Linked DNA regions of Mus musculus: regions 1 and 3 are each linked to region 2. A link is a contact called in public promoter capture Hi-C data. All regions are on one chromosome and are shown on one strand. The core of a region is the stretch at or near the end of the contact, and the rest is flanking DNA. Distances in the headings are between cores, read along the strand shown.

Evidence for each region. Promoter capture Hi-C pulls out the DNA fragments that hold promoters and counts their contacts.
Region 1: a contact with region 2 is called in a promoter capture Hi-C map of pre-B cells, with 5 times the contacts expected there. The contact joins the enhancer-like site here to the promoter of Nsun6 in region 2. A contact is called at or near these places in 3 of 39 promoter capture datasets (the C10 cell line, the HPC-7 cell line and pre-B cells), 5 of 484 Hi-C or Micro-C datasets (the C10 cell line, the HL-1 cell line, the HPC-7 cell line and 2 more), 2 of 115 datasets of contacts at active chromatin or transcription factors (bone marrow-derived macrophages and microglia) and 1 of 9 other capture datasets (adipose tissue).
Region 3: a promoter capture Hi-C map of hippocampal neurons shows a contact between it and region 2, with 2.6 times the contacts expected there. The contact joins the enhancer-like site here to the promoter of Nsun6 in region 2. A contact is called at or near these places in 1 of 39 promoter capture datasets (hippocampal neurons), 1 of 15 datasets of contacts at CTCF or cohesin (CD8 T cells), 4 of 484 Hi-C or Micro-C datasets (Th17 cells, double positive thymocytes, group 2 innate lymphoid cells and 1 more), 3 of 115 datasets of contacts at active chromatin or transcription factors (CD8 T cells, the SCID.adh cell line and double positive thymocytes) and 1 of 9 other capture datasets (adipose tissue).

Annotation. Positions count from the first base shown.
Region 1 is chr2:14,941,533-14,946,026 of GRCm38.p6, reverse strand. All of the region lies in intron 3 of Cacnb2 (calcium channel, voltage-dependent, beta 2 subunit), which reads right to left. Among named protein-coding and RNA genes, the nearest start is that of Nsun6, 110 kb to the left of the region's middle. Within about 2 kb of position 1,861, at least 28 of the 459 cell types and tissues checked have an H3K27ac peak or open chromatin away from gene starts, as enhancers often do. A contact at or near this core is called in the HPC-7 cell line, myeloid progenitors and pre-B cells, where this site is marked.
Region 2 is chr2:15,046,943-15,051,287 of GRCm38.p6, reverse strand. Nsun6 (NOL1/NOP2/Sun domain family member 6) reads left to right here and starts at 1,976. Exons shown (of 11, transcript NM_028950.5): 1 at 1,976-2,366; 2 at 3,985-4,140. The coding sequence starts at 2,292.
Region 3 is chr2:14,958,816-14,963,413 of GRCm38.p6, reverse strand. It overlaps Cacnb2 (calcium channel, voltage-dependent, beta 2 subunit), which reads right to left. Exons shown (of 14, transcript NM_023116.4): 4 at 4,526-4,598; 5 at 2,623-2,759. Among named protein-coding and RNA genes, the nearest start is that of Nsun6, 88 kb to the left of the region's middle. Within about 2 kb of position 2,258, at least 12 of the 459 cell types and tissues checked have an H3K27ac peak or open chromatin away from gene starts, as enhancers often do. A contact at or near this core is called in hippocampal neurons, where this site is marked.

The DNA.
Region 1 (4,494 bases), core at 612-3,111, 110 kb after region 2:
GCACTCCCTGGAGGTCATTTCTCCTCTGGCAGGGAAGGTATACAGAGGACTGAGGATCAGATCAGGTCCACTTCCTGGCTGAGGATGAAGGCTGGAAGGGACCCCGTCCAAGAAGCTCTGTTGCTTCTGTTACCCACGCACTCTCCTGCGTGGACCCGACTTAGGAAGACCCCGAATAGAAAATTGCATATCTGTATTTTTTTGTGTATATGTTGACAGATGCGCGCGCGCGCATGTGTGTGCGTGTGTGTGTGTGTGTGTGTGTGTGTGTGTGTGTGTATCCTTCTGAGTCTATTTAGCTTTGTGTGGATGTGTCTAGGACTAGCCACTTGAAATGGGACAAGCTGTGTGGGAGTTTGTCCCTGAAGACAACTCATTCTCCCTTCCTCAGAAGCCATTGACCTCCTATAGCTCTTCCTCTAGGGGTGGGTGGAATCATGTGGAATTTGACCTGTCTGGATTGGTATGTCAACTCCTATTGCCATTTCTGACATTGACCTTGTTCAGGCAGTCATATTGCTGAGACTTGATGGATGGCTTTCCCCTATTATGTCTAGGGGGCACAATCTATCAATGGGTATCCTGACCATCTGACTTTACACTGTTTCTACTCCCTCTTGCATGGCTTTTCCTAAGCTCTGGGTTTAGAGCTTGCATTGCAGATCTATCAGTTGGGGTTGGGTACCACACAGTCATTTGTTATCTGCATTTCCTTTACATGTGTATCTATGTTATGGTGACCATCTGTTGCAAAAAACAAAAACAACTACAACAACAAAAAACCCCAGAGCTTCTTTGATAAGTGAGTACATACTTATATCTGTGGGTATCAGGGTAGATATTTAGAAAAAAAAGACTCTATATTGGTTTAGTAAACAAACATTATGTTGGCAAAGGTAGATTCTCCTCTAGGACTTCCCAGCCACAAGGAGATGACTAAGTAGGTTTATAGTACCAAGCATGACTTCCCTCCTGCTGAGTGGGCCTTTAAGTCTAATTAGACAGTTGGTGATTACCACCACGATAAAAGTGCCACTGTTCTACCACTGTGGATATCTTACTGGTCCAGTTGTGATGATACATATACTGAGTAAGACTACACTACTGGGTGCCTTTCTCTTTTGACAGCTTGAATATCACCTTCTGATACTATGAGATTTTCAAGTCAGTTCCAGCTTCGTATGCCTAAGTCCTATATTTGAAGTGTATGGTGTCTTCAGCAATAGGGCTTTACTCCCCAATTCTGGAGGCAACGAAGGGCAGTGGCAATAGCCCATAGTGTTTGGGTGGGTCTCTTGAGCTCCCTTGTCCAACAACACAGGAGGAGATTTCTCCTCCATAGTACTGTGTTTTTTGTTAGATAGAATATTGACTTCAAAGTGACACATCATCATCCCAAGTAGTGTACCTTATTTAAACTATATATTGTTTGTAATTTTAGGCAAACAATATTTTAATATTAAAATTCTAATTATAGTATAGACACCTCTTAAATATCACTACAGATCTTTTTTCATACCTGACTCTTGTGCCAAGTACCTTCTTGTTAATTCCCCCTACATGAGGCCCTTGAGTGGTTGTGGGATTCTATTCATCATGTTTGAGTACAGGGAAACACAGACATGATGTCCAAGGGGCAGACCTCAGAACAAGCATGATTGAAAGATACAGGTTCCATCATCCATCTGACTGCCTGAGAAACAGTTTATGTAGGGCCGCAGAGGACAGTCTGAAGGAGGAAGCAATCAGTCACACTGAGAAGCAGTCAAGGATGTCCATCACATTGGCTTTCCTTCCTCCCCCCTGCCCCCTCTTGCTTTGGACATCTGCCTGTTTTACATCCTTACATAAACTCTCTGCTTCTGCTTTTTAGGGAACTAAGAAGTCATCTAGATGGCTAAATAAGCTGTGCTATGTATGACTAGAGATGTGTGTAGCCAGTGAAAAAGACACAAGAATGCACCAACTATTTAAAGGGACCAAGGTTAAAAACTGTATGCTGTATGTAACACTATTTGTTTTTTGTTTGTTTATTTTACAAAAAAAATGTGAATATAATCTCTAAGATGTTGGTTAGATACTGAGTTTCCATTTTAGGGGTTTGTAGTAGTTTGAATATGGTTGGCCCCACGGAGTGGCACTGTTAGGAGGCGTGGCCTTGTGGGAGGAAGTATGTCACTGTAGGGGTGGACTTTGAGACACTCCTTCTAGCTGCCTGGGAAATGGTCAGTTTTCTCCTGTCTGCCTTCAGATCAAGATGTAGAACTCTTGGCTCTGCCAGTGTCATGCTTGCCTGGAGGCTTCTATGCTTCCCACCTTGATGATAATGGACTGAACCTCTAAGTCCGTAAGCCAGTCCCAATTAAATGTTGTTCCTTAGAAGAGCTGTCTTGGTCATATTTATCCTTGCAGCACTGGAAACCCTAACTAAGACTGGGTTATTGTAATACAAATAGATAACTTTTGTAGGTAATTTTTAGAGGGGAAATTCAGATATATATGCTATGAAAAGTTTAACTGAGAGATTGAAGAGATGGCTCAGCACTTATGGATGCTCACTGCTCTTGCAGAGGATCTGAGTATTCATAGCAGGTAGTTCACAACTATCTGTAACTCTAGCCTCAAAAGATCTGACCCCTTTTCTAACCTCCAAGAGCTCCTGCACACGTGTGCAACCCCTCCTACACACACAAGAATAAACATGTAAAAAAAAAACAACAGCAACAACCTGGAAATATAATATGCAATGGAAAAGCTCTGTAACAAGTGGGCAGTAAATAAAACTAAGTGTTATTTTAAACTAAGAACTTGTATAACTTTACAAGGAACCATGAAACAAGCTTTACATGTCTCTGAGATACTATCACACATAATCAGAGACTAAGTAAAAAGAAACAAAATCTAAACTCTTACAAAAGAGGCTGTGATCTCTTTTGGTGATGACCCAGAACATGTGCTTTTATAAAAAGAAAATACACAACAACAACAAAACAACAACAACAAACAATAAATCTCTGAGCTTGTTATGTATGTGTGGGTGTGTGTACACATCATTTGCATGGAGTGTGCATGTGCACGTGCATGTGTGTATGTGAGACAGTGATTTAAAGACAAATCATGAGTTGCGGTAATGGGAGAATTAGAAGGAGAGCCAGAGGTGGCAGAAATTTAGATGAAGTCCTCATGTACAAAATTCTTCAAAACACCATTTAAACAACAACAACAACAACAACAACAACAAAACCCCACGTCATTTCCTTTGACAAATTCTTAGATGAAAAGGTGTTTACATCTGGAAAAACTGACTATGAAGTTCCAAACTAATGTTTGGAACAATTCACTAATTGGTAAGACCATCATCGAGGCTGAGCACATCTGTGTTCTCACACTTCCTCAGCTTTGGGTGTGAACATGACAGAATAGGTCAAATTTGTGGATTCTCTTTTCTGTAATTGAGCTTTTAACGCTTGGCAGAATAGGGGCAGTTATTAAGTTATTTCCGCTGAACTTCAGAATTTGCTAATTAAGTGTCTCTTACATACAGGGCACATTCTTGGCAAATGGGGGCACAGAGCTCTACAAGAGAAGAATGGGTTTATGCTGACCTGCCAGTACTTCATTGGAGAGAAACAATGATCTCTGTTCATTCTTTGTATTTGTGTACGTTTCCCAAAGGAGACATTAAAAAAATGATTAGTATGCACAAGTAACAGATACACACAGGGGCCGCCTTCCTCTCAAGGTCAGGGGTACCAATCATTTAATGACCAGGCTGGCAACATTAAAAAGAGAAAATATAATCTTATACTTCTATTATTACTAATTTTAGTAATCTAATATTAAAATGTATAATCTTCAAATAAATGAAGTATTAGTTAAAACTGGCAAATGTACATAAACTTGCCAAAGTGAGAGGTGGGTCCTACAAACAGATGTCTTTGGGGGAATAATGTATCTATATTCTGGATTTGCTTTTACAGCTTGGAGGCTGTTTAAACTCTGTTTTAGAAAGCACCATCAGAACCAAGCGCATAGTATTTTCATGCCCTTTATGTTGGTAACTCATTTTCCTTTGAGAAAAAGTTGCCGTTCTGAAACAGCATGGAGCCATTCAAGGCCAAGTTAAATGGACAGAGCAAGTAGATGATCAACTTGACAGATAAACTTTTAAAATTGAAAACATTGCTTGAGGGGCTGCAGAGCACTGTCCATCTGTCCAGCATCACCTAGAAGGCACAGAGCAATAAATAACTTACTTCTAAAAGCAGGAAAGGTGCCACCCTATCAACTTTTCAAAATAGAGATAGTATGAGCATGTGGGGGTATTCAACTGTATCAGAGGAACCAGGCCTGAGAACTTACCAAACATTGCAGACTGAGGAAGACTATAGCACCATTACCTCGACTCTGCAAAGAAGAGGACACTTGGACCACATTGGTGATGGCCTCTCTGTCATCTGACCACCCAGTTAATGACAAATGGACTGACAGGAA
Region 2 (4,345 bases), core at 727-3,226:
AGAGATAAAATGAGGTCATAACCAAACTTAAAATGATGATATCACATCATATTTATTTCTCCCACCGGTCCCTGCTTGGGGGCCCATACTACCCCTTTAAAGATCTAAAGTCTCTGTGACATTTGCATGTTTATATAGGAGTCTTCCATTGCTTAGACAGAACATCTCCACTCTACTAACTGCAGATTTACCACATGTTTTCTGGTCACTGTTCAAGTGTTCTGAAGTAGTGAACTACTTTATATCAAATGCATATTTAACAACAGTTTCCTTTTCTATTTCACAAAGGTTTGATTAGTCATTCAGGGAGTGCCCTTTATATGTCAAACAATGAGTATTCTATGTGGAAATGAAATTTCTCCCACATGGACTTTCAAGTTCAAGTTTTCTTTATTTTTTTAAAGACTTCAACTATATCTAGTGTCAAGGTTACTACAAAGTTGTCTGTTGAAATTCCTTTGTGTGGGTGGTCTAGCCCTCTGAATCCTGGGCAAAGCATTCCATGTTGCACCAAGATGTCATTTACCTGTTCTCCCTGCCTGAATGCAGCAGAACAGGCTACCCTTCCCAGGTCAGACTGTGCTTGGTGACAGCAAGGATAGAGTGCACATAGACACATAACCTTTCCCAGAGTTTGATTCACCTGTGCCCCCTTGGCTGCTTTTATATTGGGTAGCTCTATGAAACTAGTTTTATGTTAACTGCTGTAGATTCATATCACAGCCATATAAAATAGTGTGGTGGTTCCTGGAGGGGAGGCTGCCTGTCCTGCTGTAAGCAAGCCTAGCAAACTAATGTATTTCTTCAATTTGGACTTGTCAAGTTTTTCTTCAGCCACATCACTCTTATTTGGGGGTGAATAGATGTTTATGTCCTGTCAGGCATGTCATGCAACACTTAACACCTGTGTCCCAGACACATTCTGTTAGTTTCAGGTGATGAAGTCAGGAAGGAATCCCATGCATTGACCACAGATACATGATCTTGTGGAAAAACTGGGTACTTGTTTTAGAAACTGGCTTACTGGTCTATAGCCTATTTTCTTTTTCTGAGATTGTGGAAAGTTATTACAACTCTTGGAACTTTCTTTTACTCCTTGAAAACTGCTTATAACCACTGTGCTGAGCTGTGGCAGTGTCTTTGTCATGGAATTTTCACCTAGTAAAGACTTGGTGTGTCAGTTATATATATTTTAAAGCCAGTGTGAAAACTTAAAAGATTAAACACACACCAAGCAAAAACCCTCCTCTATAGTTACCTATGAAATATGGCTCAGAACAACAAAAAGCACAAAACAAACAAACCAAAACAAGCAAACCCTAACCCAGTGGCATTGGAGACAAAAGTATTCATCATGTTCAAGCATAAAACATCCCACTGACTTTGGTTAGTTATTTTTAAACTCTTGTCACCTCATTACCATCAGGGAATTCACATCAAGACTCTTGTTCTCTAAAGCACGTTAACTAGAAGCTTCATGGCTAGTTGTAAACACTATTAGGGGATTTTAAGTTGTACCTGAGTACCCACGGGTATTAGCACATTCAAAAAATATGGGTACTAGGGTAGGAGATATGGCTCAATAGTTAAGAGCACTTGTACCTGCATAGTGCCCAGGTTCCATTGTTAGCTCCCATATGTTGGCTTACAACCTTCAGATCCTGGGTTTGATCAAAGAGGCAAGCACATGCACTCAGGCAAAACATTCATACTCTTGACATAAATAAGTCTTTAAAAAAGAAAAAAAAGTGTCCGAGGGAAGCCTCCACCGCTACTTGTACTGGGACAATAAATGGAAATCTCCCTTATTTCAGGTTAGTGAGGTATCCAGTTCAACCCAGCATTCAAGAGTCCCAGGATGTACCCGGCACAGTCCTTCCTAGAAAAAGCTCCACCCTCAGGGGAGGTGATTGGCAGATGCAGGTTGGGCACGAACAGAAGGCTGGGCATCGAGTGCCGGAAGTGACGAACCCAGGAAGCGACTTTCTGTTCCGAAGCTGGGGGCGCGGTTTTGGAAAATAGCATGTCAGAGTGGATCTAGGCGCTGTCTGTTTTCCGATCTGCGTTTAGGTACACTTTTTGTCACCAAGCCCTATTTGGCGCAGTGTCGCAGTTCGGAGCTGTCTCACAGCATCCCAGAGAACGACAAACCTTGGGCCCTGCTCATTCCAGAACTCAGCACTGAAAGGCATTCTTGTGCTCGTCCATTGGCTGGCAACGCTGAAATTCGGAAATAAAGACTGCTTCCCAACATTTTCTTGGACAACTTAAAACAGAAAAAAATCAAAAGAATGTATGTATTTCCAAAGATATCTTTGAGACCTGAAGTTGAAAACTATCTCAAAGAGAGCTTTTTGAACGAGGAGGTAGGTCACGTACATAGATGTTTGCCAAAATTCTGATACAACTTCAGCAGAAAGAAGGGGAATATGTGGTTAGTTTTTGCCACTACTTTATTGGAATCTTTAAAAACAATGTGGTTTTTTTGTCACCATTGATGCTTACTGAGATGGAGATAAATATATGCTCACGTTTAGATGTAAGACAAAAGAAAGTGTTACGTGTCTGTCAGCCCTTAGTACTGAAGGGGTAGCAGAATCAACCAGAGAAGTTCCCTGGCCACACAACTCAAGACTTCCACAGTAGATGCACTTGTTCTGTTAAAGTACAGGCTCTTGTACTTACTCAGGTGATCAGGGCACTTTGAGTGCCTCATTAAATGCCACCAGGTGTTTGATTGGAAATGGTTACAATTTAGTCTAATAAATCATGGTAGAGTGATTTGGTTTCATTGTTAAGAACACCAGAGTCTAAGCAGTCCTCTTACTCATCCAAACTGACATAATTGTCAAGCAACTAAAGTTCAGATATAATGATTAAAAAGTCAGTTTTAGAAGCTATCTATCAATCCATCCATCCATCTATCTGTCCTTCTTTCATCTATCTATTGAAACAGGGTTAGAGAGTCAGGTGGATTTCTGAGTTTGAGGCCAGCCTGGTCTACAAAGTGAGTTCCAGGACAGTCAGGGATACACAGAGAAACCCTGTCTCAAAAAAAAAGAAAAAAAAGAAAAGAAAAGAAACAGGGGGGTTTCTCCACATAGTAGTGGCTATACTGGAACTCATAAGGTAGACCGGATTGGTCTTGAGTTTACTGTGATCCACCTGCCTCTGCCTCTGCCTCCTGAGTGCTAGAATTACAAGCTTGTAATCCACTGAACCTTACTGGAAAATGTTCATTTTGCATGAGTTACCTTGAATTAATTCTTACTAATAAAGCTTAAAGCTTAATTTATTCTATGAAAATTGAATGGGTTATAAGTACTTTCGAAGGTTGTCTTGGGGCATCAACCTTAAGTGAAAATCACTACATTGGTTTGGCAGGCATGTCTTAAAAAGAGTGTTAGTTACTTGTTACTGGCCACACTTAGCACAGAAATTCCCAGTGAATATTGATTGCCTTCTAGTAAAATATCCCTGCATGCTCTAACCACCTTACCTTAACCCCTTGGCAACGTGGATATTTTTCTAAATTTTTGGTTCTTTAGCAAAATTCAATCCACTAAAATGCTCTTTAGTGTTATTGGAGCTGAGATTTTAAAACTTATTTCCACATCTTATTTCCAAATATTGTTCATAGGATAAACTATATGGAAAGAGAAAGTATTTTATGCTTATTTCAAGGGGTCTTGGGAAGTATATATTAAGAGAGGAAGGGGGACAGTCAGTGGTCAATTTCAACGGTTTTAGAATGATGAACATTATTTTATGAAGGATTGATGCAATCTTTCAGGTCATCTCCTTTCCAAACCCACAAGGTATGACAGCTTAAATGAAGAAAGGCCATCCCATTTGTAAAACAGTTTGGAAAGGAAAGAAGTAATATCAACCAAACTAAGCCTTAAGTTTAACTTAACATTCCTTAAGTATGTTAATACTGATGACTACACACTGAAGCCGAGACCTGACTTCTTCTTACTGCAGGCTGTGTCTGCTTCAAGCAGACAAGAAGCAGAAAGGAAATTTGAGACTCTGCTGCTTCGCCTGTCACACCCTCCGTCGATGACAACTGTCAGAGTGAATACGCATTTAGGCTCAGTTCAGCATGTCAGAGGTCTGCTGCTTGAAGAGCTCCAGAAGGTTGGTGCAAGTGTGGTGTGCTGGGCAGCCACACTTCTTTTCTTTAAAGATGTATTTATTTATTTCATGTATGTGAGTACACTGTCGCTGTCCTCAGACACACCACAAGAGGGCATCATATCCCATTACAGATGGTTGTGAGCCACCGTGTGGTCCCTGGGAATTGAACTCAGGACCTCTGGAAAAGCAGTCTGTGCTCTTAACC
Region 3 (4,598 bases), core at 1,009-3,508, 88 kb after region 2:
AACAATTGGAACAAAGCAGTGTCCCGATTCACCAATCTTTAAGACACAAGAATAAACTCAAACAAGGATTACAATATGAATTAACCAGAAGACAATAGTGAACATTTTCAAAACAAGCTTAACAAGAAGGACTCCACTTGGTTAAGTTGTGAAGATTATTCAACACTTCTGAACGGGGCAAAGGAGAATCCACTAAAACATGCTTTATAAGAAAGTGTCATAATGGCATCTAATATATTGTATGCTAGTTTTAAATGTAAAAAGAATTAAAAAAAATCAAAGTTTAAAAATCCTTCTCAGTTACCAGACATAAGTGTGATGGAGCATATGCTTGTGTGTTTGAGAAATGTTGGAGTTGATAGAATGGGTGGTTCACTAGGATAGAGGAACGCGTGCCATCCCTTAACACATAAAACCCAGAAATACGCTATCTGAATATGAATGTCATGGAATTCAAGCAATATAACTGCACCAACCTGTGCATCTTATCATGGATGATCCAGGTTCTACTAGGAAGAACCATGTACCATGTGTGTGCCTCAAGAGGCACTGCTGCCCTAGCTAAATACTGATGTGCAGTTAAAAGTTCTGCCCTTGCTGGTTGATTTTTTTTTCCTACTCTTCTAGCATTTTAATACACAAAGCAAAGGACAATCACTTTACTAAACAACCAGCAGGTGAGCTCTGCGTATCCCTAAAGTTTAAATCCTGCTCACCCGCTCACCCAATAAGGACATGAAGGAGTGTATACAGCTAGTAAAAAGTGGAGCTTATGGAATCACTTTTGGGAAATGTGCGAGGATGCTTGTTGCTAAGACCAAGCACCTCTTTCTTGCAGCTTTCATCTTTTGTTTGTATGCCTCCTAAACTCCAAAGCCTAACTTTAGATCAAGCACAGGTTTGCTCTTCTGGTTTATTAGTTTTAATAGGCAGTATACTATGTTGTGTAAAATTGTGACAGATGCCGCTAATACGTAAAACATTCAGAGGATGATGTGACATCCACATGCCAAGTTCTTGAACTGTGCTCTGTGCCTTTGATGTTTGTTAGTCTTTTTAAACATTTTTATTCTTATACATGAGTGTTTTGCCTACATATATGTAAATGGATCACCTGTGTGCAATGTCCATGGAGGCCTGAACAGGGCATCTGATCCCTGGAACTAAGGTTACAGACAAGTGTTAGACTCCATGTGGGTATTGGGAACTGAACCTGTGTTCTCTGGAAGAGCACCATGACATTACTTAACTGTAGAGGCATCTCTCTAGCTCCTGACTTTTGTCAGTCTTTGAAATTTTTCTGTATGTGTATATATGTATGTATATATATATATGTGTATATAAATACACATACATATGTGTGTATATAATACAGATAAATATATATGCATATTTACATAAAATTCAGCCTTCTGAAATATGTGTTATATATATGTATACTATATATACATATATATGTATGTATATATGTGTGTGTGTCTGTATGTATATACACATAGACATACACACTGACTTTGATTATGTCCTTACAAAATATATAAAAGTGTCGAAAGGCAAATGTAAATACTTGTGGAAGAGAGTGGATGTCCTTAGGCATACCTAGATAAAAGTTTGGTAGACAGATGCAATGAAATAAAATCATGAAAGTCAAAGAAACATTATACAGTTCGAAGAGGAAGTAACCCAGCTCTGTAGAATAAATTGCAAGACAGTAGGAGTGTGACAGTGATCAAGTTCTGGTTTTAATGAGGCAACAGCCATTCAGTTTCACTCATCTCATGACAGTAGGTAAAAAATACTTCCTAACATTAAAATTTTAAGCACTAACAATGGAGTTGACATTATACAAACAAGCAAGTTGTAATGGAGTAAGACTGAAACTCAGCCACCCACAGGAAGATAAAGTCTTCCCATCTTTCTCCTTCCATCCATGTGAGAAGCATACTGCATTCTTCACCTTGGATACACAGGCTTCAGTATGAAGTTCGCCTCCTGGGTGAGAAGCCCTCTTAATGAATGTCTTGCTGAAGGGAAGCCTAGAGTAAGCCTCCTAAGAAGGTCTTATCAGAGTAATAGATCTAGCCTATTGCATAACTTCAGCTAACTGCTATTCATGAAGGCAATTTTGCTTCATACATGGTGTCTTTTTCTGTGCTTAACAGTTGGTAGAATTGAAAATTGGATCTCTCAAGTGAAAATGAAACTAAGAGACCACAGGAGCTGCTCTTTGTCAGTGATGCCTGAGGCTGATATCCCTCAAGCATCTGTCAGCCACATTGGGCAGCTACAGACAGACACTGGGATTAGTCACTGTGGTTGCTGCTTGCCTATGTTCAGCCAATGATTAGGATTTCAGGGTCTCCTCTGTGCTGAAGGCAAAATGTAGTGCTTTGTAACCATAGCTATTTTTATTAATGATCATAATCAATTGATTCTCAATTAGAATCAGAAGCTGGAGTGAAGTGTTTTTAAAAGGAACGGTGATGCTCTCTATGAACACCATCAGCATCTGCTCAGTATACACTAAGGATCACAGCACTCAGCAAGCAACAGGACAGAAGCGAGGACAACGTCTGCATTTTTATATAAACAGTGATTTGTTGTTGTTGTTGTTGTTCATACCTGGAATAGAATTTCCCTTGCTTGGCTCTCTGTTCGTGCTGTAGCCTCATGTTCTCTAGTTTGACTGGGCTTGGAATAAATCCGATTTCACAGCCTTCTTTAACCAGCCGTCCTATCCACCAGTCATTATTAAATTTCTACACACAAAATCCAAAGTATTAGAATCAGTTCAAGAGGTTTAAACGTCTGAATTGACTTCTTCTACATCAACTGTTTTCACGGGAGAAAAACATGGCAGTTAGAAGCATACATCTAATACCAAAATTCAAGAAGCCTTTGGGTTTGTGTGTTCAGCTCAGAAAAGTGTGTGCCCAGCTCGGTGTGGCCAGCCAGCAGTCCAATAGAGACTGCATCTCCTTGTTTTTCCCTTTCCAGTGCTGCATTTAGGTCTAAGCTGAGATATGTAATAATTGGTCAACATTCAAAGATTAATATCCCTAGCAAGAGACAATCTAGGAAGTCTTGCAGAGTTCTTTTGCTTATGAAATTGGTTTAATTCAAAGTATTAATATTGAAGAGGAATACTGAAATATACTTGAAATATTCTGTATCAGCAAAATGTACCTCTGCAGTTTTATAGGCATACAGTACAGCATTCACACGTGGTTTTTCTCATGTTTATGCTGGTAGCTTATCTTGCAGGTAAATATTTATCTTGAATCTTCAGGATCTAATTTTATTTTCCTCAATTAAATCTATTATCAAGTATTTTCTAAAAAGCTCATGATTTTTCTTTCTGTAGTACAAAATGATTCTGCTCAAGGTATTAGCATCAAGAAAAGTCTCTATATTAGTTTAACTTCCTGTTGTATGTTCACCCGTTCCTGTGGATGCTCACCATCAATTCTGAACACTTGGATTTCCTTTTTTTTTTTTTTGCATCCTTTTTTTTTTTTTTTTTACATCTTTGTCTATGACTTGTTGCAGTTGTGAGCTCTCTAGCCTCCTTCACTTGCATCAGTTAGTGCATGGCCCAGTTAATTTTCATACTCTCCCTGTGTGAATGCCTCCAACTCTAAATTCCCTCAGGTCCAAAAAAAAAAAAAAAAAAAAAAAAAAAAAAAAGTGAACTCTAGGAAAAATTATCATGTCCCACAGAGCACACATGTGATATGTGGACACCAAAAAAAAATGTAATTAAACGTGAATTTTTCTAATTTAAAGGCTGTCCTTGTCTGTTTAGGGTAACAAACATTTTCTTGGCATCAGCTTCCTTCATGTCTCATTTGCTCTATTTCCCACCATTCCATTCTGCTGCAGAAATGATGCTTCTCTGGTAGAAAGAAGCAACCGAACCCTTCCAGGGAGGCAGGCATGGACGTTTACAACTGGACTCCCAGCACCCAGGTGAATGAAGTGGAGGGAGGGATGGTGGGTAGTAGGGAGTTGTAGCACATTTGAGGCCAGGCTGGGCTATATAGTGAGTTTTAGAGCCAGGGCCACATAAAAGATTCTAGGTCAGCCTGGGCCACAGAGTGAAATCTTGTCTCATTAAAAAGAAGAAGAAGAAAACAAAAAACAAAAAACAAAAAACAAAACCCCAAAAACCTAAAAAGCCTCTTCCTTATATGGCTCTGACTTCAGTCATCAGGAAAAACATTACCAGTAGTCAATCAAGGTAAATCATTAAGAGATAAAAGGCAGGGCACACATAAAATTGGATCACTCAGCAAAATAGTTCCTAATTTCTGGGGCACAAAGCCCAAAGGGGCCCTGGCAATCCTGCTAGGAGCCTCTGACTCCTTTCTACATTGAAGTTTATTTATATCAGAAAAGGTTCTGAGACACCGATTTAGCTGTGGGTTATACAACAGCAGCTAGAACTAAGTCTATTTCACAACACTAAGAAGTAAGTGAGAGCTGAAGGTGAAAAATCACATGGAAGGAAACAAATTCTCCTTACTTCTTTAACATGCAGAAAATCTTTGGCCTCGAAGGAGATGGCCATGCCAGGCACCGGAACGTCATCCTCCTGG